Linked DNA regions of Mus musculus: region 2 is linked to region 1. A link is a contact called in public Hi-C data. All regions are on one chromosome and are shown on one strand. The core of a region is the stretch at or near the end of the contact, and the rest is flanking DNA. Distances in the headings are between cores, read along the strand shown.

Region 1 (2,700 bases), core at 41-2,540:
GTTTTTCTGTTTCTTTTGGAGGAGAGGAGGGTGAGGCCCAGGAAGTGCCTTGCTTAGGGTCACAATCTGGTGCTGTTCGAGGAAGGAAGGAGAGGAGACTTGCCTCAGGTCTGCGCAGGTACGCATCCTCTGGGAGCCCCTCCCGGAGGCAGGGCTGGCCAGGGAGACGCTGGACTGTTCCAAGTGTCAGAGAAAAGCGTTGCCTGCTTGCTTCCGCACGTGCTACTTCCCGAGAAGGTGTTCCATCAACAGAAATGCTGATTCTCTGGCTTTCTCACGCTAAATTTAGAAATGACATTTGCATTTCCGCAGATCCACAGCACCGGCTTAGAAACAGTTCCCAGAGCCGGGGCCAAGTGAATAGTTTCCCTTTCTTGGCTGTGGGGAATTAGCAAAAATTAGGATGTGCCTGTAACAGGGTAGATGAAGACAGTTGAAAATAGTAAATGCATCCTTTTTAGGAGGTAAAAATCAGTTGTACCTCCAGTTAAATGCAGGGGTTCCAGCCAAATTTCTTCCCTCGATCCCTAACTCTGCCCCTCCCTCTTCCCTCCTCAGTGTCCATCTTCTTTTGTGTGTGTGTGTGTGTGTGGGGGGGCTTGTTAATTTTGAATATCAAAGTTTTTTAAAAATTTTATTTATTTATTGTGTGCATGCTTGTGTGTGCGTGTGTATGTGTATGCACATGTGAGTGTATATGTGTGTGTGCATGTGCCTGTGTATGTATGTGTGTGTGCATGTGTGTGCATGTACCTGTGTGTGTGCCTGTGCCTGTGTGTATGTGTGTGTGTGCACATGTGTATGTGTGTGTGTGTGTGATGCGCAAATATGCACAAACACACAGGCCACAGGGTGCTATGGAGGTCAGAGGACAAATTGCAGGCATGGGTTCTTTTCTTCATCTGGGCTCCAGGGGTAGAACCTAGGCCATCAGGCTTGGTGGCAAGCACCCTTTGCCCTCTGAGCCATCTCGCTGGTCCCAAACCTGACCATTTCTTATACCTTATTGGCAGCTCAAGATCTGAGGGAAGTTCCTGTTAGACTGCAACTCACCCGTTCTGCCTGCAGTTCCTGTGCACTTCTTAGTCCGTTTGATGGAGTTCAAACATTTGAAGAATTACACTGACTTTTTCCGTCTTGGCAGAGTTCTCCCAGCTATTGAGCAAAGGAACAAACAGCTTGTTTCCTGGTCAAGAGGGCGGGAAGCTGTCAACTCCCATCTGTCTCAGGGGTTGATCTACTTTTGGTGGTAATGTTCTACCGTTTCCCGGAGTCTATAAAATCATGAGCACATGTCACCACAAGAGGGCAGTGTGCGCTCTCTCCAGGAGCCCGTACAAATCCTGCCTTTCCCGCGGTGGGTAAAAGGATTTGTCTGGCAAAGGGCAAACCCATTAGGCATCAACATCCTGCATTTTCTTGCTGTTGCTTGTCATCATGGAAGCAATGATTGGAAAGTCCTGATTACCCGCACGATCTCCTAGACAGCGCACGTCTCTAAGCGCTTGCTTTCCAACGTACTGCTTTTGATTTTCACCTGTGCTACCCACGGAACGGGGGACCTAGGGGCACTTTCCCTGCTGCTGTTGGGAGAGCCTGTCTTATCTCTGTGGAGGTTCTCATCTGCGTGGGGGGCTGGTCCCGAGGTACCAGGAATGTGTTTAACAAGACAGCAATAGCTAAAGTTTTTAAAAGAGCCTTCATTCGTCTCTTGCAGGGGCTGCTGGTGGGGGATGTCATTATTAGTGCAAAATGTTCTGGAAAGTTCTCGATGATAATAACCTAAGGCAAGCATACATGAAGAATCAGTGAATTACGTTTTCAGTCCTTTTTTTTTCTTTAACCGACATGCCAAAAAAGTAAGATTTTTTTTTTTGATTTCATAAGCAAAGCCCAGAGGTGACATTTGTACAGTTGAAATATGGCCTACTGTGACTCCGTAGAATCTCATCAATAGATCTCTTTGCCAGATGGACCTGGGACTGGCAAAATCACCATCATGTCAGTGTTTCAGCTTGCGTTTGACTGGGTGTGAGGCAGTGAAGTGAGGGTCTGGGGCAAAGACCCTCTTTGCTTTCTCTTTTTATACAAAAATTCAGCAAATCAATTGTTGGCTTTAGACCTGCAGGGCAGAGTCTCCGTGTAGGCTGCTGTGTGACTTTCTGCTGAAGGTGAGGCCAGAGGCTCTCTGGAGGGCAGTGAGGATTGGTGGGCCAATGTGGATGTTCTAAGATGAGGGATCATCACTGGGTAGCCGCGAAGGTCAGGGAGAGCAGCCGATGCTGCCACTGGGGAGAGAGGTAGAACGTTCCAGAAAGATGGTGCTGGGTCCGTTAGGTCTTGATCGCTGGTGTCTGGCAATGACAGACAGAAAGATTTTCCCCAACAGAAACAGAGCAAATGAGGTTACAAATACATCCATGCACTGATGGCCAGGGATTCAAGCACTACATGCCTCCTGGGCTGGTACCTCACAGGCTGCAGAAAACCCATGATGTCACACCCCAGCAGGGAAGCCGGGAAGGTGAGATTTGTGACCCTTGGCACTCAGTCGGGGACAGTCATGCTCCTAGGAGACGTTATTTTTATTCAGGAGAGAAGGGCTTGTGGCACCTAGGGACGAGAAGAATCCCTGGCTTGATGGAGAAGAACTCTGTTACCACACGCCAGCAAGACAGGGTGAGAAGCCCAGAGAGACTT
Region 2 (2,700 bases), core at 10-2,509, 100 kb after region 1:
CTATCTATCTAGATACATTTCCACTGCTGCACAGAGTAGGTCTAGTTTTGTAGTTAGACACATTTCCACTGCTGGGGATTTTATCTGGAGATTGGTTTCCTTTTGCATAAAGTGGAGTAAAAGTAGGATAGAGAAACACAGAGACACAAAGACAGCCACGGCAGCAACACAGATGCCTTCTGAGGCGGAACAGAGGAGGAACACACGCGTGAGCTCTGCTGGCCCTGGGACAGGTGGGAATGCTGGGGTGTTTTAGCCAACATGTGTGTGTGTGTGTGTGTGTGTGTGTGTGTGTGTATGTGCAATGCTTTCAAAGGGTCAATTAAAAACAAGACAAAATCCTCATGCTAGTCAGATAAAATTATCAGACGGGCAGATTTCTCCCGACATCTGCCAGGTCAAGGAGCCGGAAGGGAGGCTGGAAGATTGGGGTTTATCAGAGGCACGTTTTGATTCTCTGATTCTTGTTTTACTTAACATGGTTGAGGCAGGACAAGCACCTTCCCTTAGCCCTCCTTTACTAGGTTGTTCTTTGGTGGGGAAAAAAAAAAAGAATCTGTCTACTTGAAACTGGGACAAGAGCTAGCTAGAGGGGATACCTTTATTTCTTTTGCCAAAGATAACTCTGGAGATTAAAAAAGAATTCTCTTCGAGTTTACGAACCCAAGTCCCCACATGGAAAGCCAGCACACTGCAAGCTGCTTCCCTCTGGTGTCAGGTGGAGGCTGAGGAGGGGAGAAGGGAGACATTAGTGTCTGGCCCTCGGGAGCATGGAGGGTATAGCTGAACGGTTCCTAACCTTTCTCTTGCCCTGAGGGCTGTTCTTTAACCTCACGACTCTCCCAAGGCCAAGGCTATTAAATTCTATGCCCCGCAGAGAATGCCAGGGCATCTCCCCCTTCGCGGTATTCAAGAAGTGGGATCAGGTAAGATATGGGTCATTCTTGCCTACAGCTATGCTTTGTTTGCGTGACACAGTAGTTAAAAATTTTCGTAGTTTAAAAATTAACTCCAGGGCTGGAATGATGACTTATTTTGTGTCATGCTTGTCCAACAAGCTTGAGGACCAGAGTTCAAGCCCCTGGACCCACATAACAAAGTCAGGCCTATCTTCACAATGCCCACACTGGGAAGGCAGAGGCAGGACCATCCCGAGGGCTTGCTTGCCAGCCAGCATCTGGTCCACTTGCTCTGAGCCAGTGAGAAATCCTGTTACAAAAAGAAGAAAGACACCTCACAAGGAAGAACATGTGACGTGGTCTTTTGGTCTGCACATGTGTGTACACACGTGCATGCACACAGGATCACGATGTTCACTGTGGGAGCACGTGTACTTGCACACACATGCGCACATATATTGAGACTTGCCAGTTTATTCTATATGCCAGGGCTTAGAAGCCAGGGTATTTGGATATCTACATGAAGAGTAGAATTCATGGCTTCTTCTGGAATCTGAAAGCTGTCATTTTAGAGCCACAGCTGCCCTGCCACAAGTGACTATGGAAAATGTACCCACATTTCTGAAAGCACAGTCACCGTGGCGCCCATCAATCTGCGCCCAGCGCAGTCTGCTTTCCATGGCTTTTCACAGCTGACCCATCGTAGACAGCCAGGAATGGACGCCTGACCTCTGTGTTTATGGTATCGGTGGCTATGACGTAAATTGCTGTAAATGGCTCAGATACCATCTTTAATTTCAACAGCAGCCTGCTCTTTAGTTCCCGACTTTCCCTTTTAAAAGCCAGTATTGCTAATTATCCTGGCGAAGCATTCTCTGCTTTAGACTCGATAAAGTCCCCGCTAATGGATCTGATCTTTGGTAGGTTAATCTAGCAGATACCCTCTCTCTTTCTTTCCCCCTTCTGGTGTTTTCCCTTCCCCAGCATCCTCCCTGCCAACTCATTCAGCATGCGAGGAACCTTCAGGTGTTTCGGAGCCTTGGAGAACCTTCCAGGAAACGCTGCAAGCTTGCCATGTTGTCAGAGGCTAAAAGCACGATGTTCAATCCAAAAGCTTTGTGTAATTTTTTTTTTCAAATTCAACATTCAAGTTAAAAAACTTGGATGCTTCTCTGCCTTACATTTTAATGAGTAGCTTTTTCTAAAAGGCTTAAAAAAATAATTCCACAGGCACAAAAGTTTAAATGCTTTGCCCAATAGCGTGGCGTGCTGAGGGGACATGCTGTTTTTGTGCCATTTGAAAAGCGAAAATACGCAAATGGGGGCTGTTGGGATGGCTCTACGGTTAGGAGAGCTTGCTACTCTTGCGGAGGACTAGGGTTCGATTCTCCGCATCAACACTGGGTGTCTCCACTGCCTGTAACACCAGCTCCAGGGGATCTGACACTTCCTTCGGGCTTCTGTAGGCACCCGCATTCTTGACCATATACCACCACACACACATACATGAGCAAAAGTAATCTTTAAGAAGCCAACAGTACTCAAACAGCAAGCAGGAGCCAAGATTAGACAAAGAAATACTGAATATTATGTTCTCATGTCGTAACCGCATCAATGAAAAAAGCAAAGCAAGCAGCTTCTTATGGATTTCCCCCCATTGTATCATTTTATAGGTGTGTGTGTGAGCCTGGGTGTCTGGTAAACTTTTGTGAGAATCATTCTTCCCATTAGTTTTTGTTGTAATTACCACCATGCTTATTGTAATTTCTGATTGATCTTCAATTGGTCTTGCCTAATAACA

Evidence for each region. A called contact is a pair of places that touch in the nucleus more often than the background predicts.
Region 2: a Hi-C map of the N1E-115 cell line shows a contact between it and region 1, with 11 times the contacts expected there. The contact joins two enhancer-like sites. A contact is called at or near these places in 2 of 39 promoter capture datasets (the HPC-7 cell line and second pharyngeal arch cranial neural crest), 3 of 484 Hi-C or Micro-C datasets (the N1E-115 cell line, embryonic stem cells and uterus), 2 of 115 datasets of contacts at active chromatin or transcription factors (the SCID.adh cell line and embryonic stem cells) and 1 of 9 other capture datasets (embryonic stem cells).

What each region holds. Positions count from the first base shown.
Region 1 is chr2:169,060,436-169,063,135 of GRCm38.p6, forward strand. No RefSeq gene overlaps it. Among named protein-coding and RNA genes, the nearest start is that of Gm52536, 18 kb to the right of the region's middle. Within about 2 kb of position 1,291, at least 14 of the 459 cell types and tissues checked have an H3K27ac peak or open chromatin away from gene starts, as enhancers often do. A contact at or near this core is called in the N1E-115 cell line, where this site is marked.
Region 2 is chr2:169,163,377-169,166,076 of GRCm38.p6, forward strand. No RefSeq gene overlaps it. Among named protein-coding and RNA genes, the nearest start is that of 9430093N23Rik, 70 kb to the right of the region's middle. Within about 2 kb of position 1,260, at least 1 of the 459 cell types and tissues checked has an H3K27ac peak or open chromatin away from gene starts, as enhancers often do. A contact at or near this core is called in the N1E-115 cell line, where this site is marked.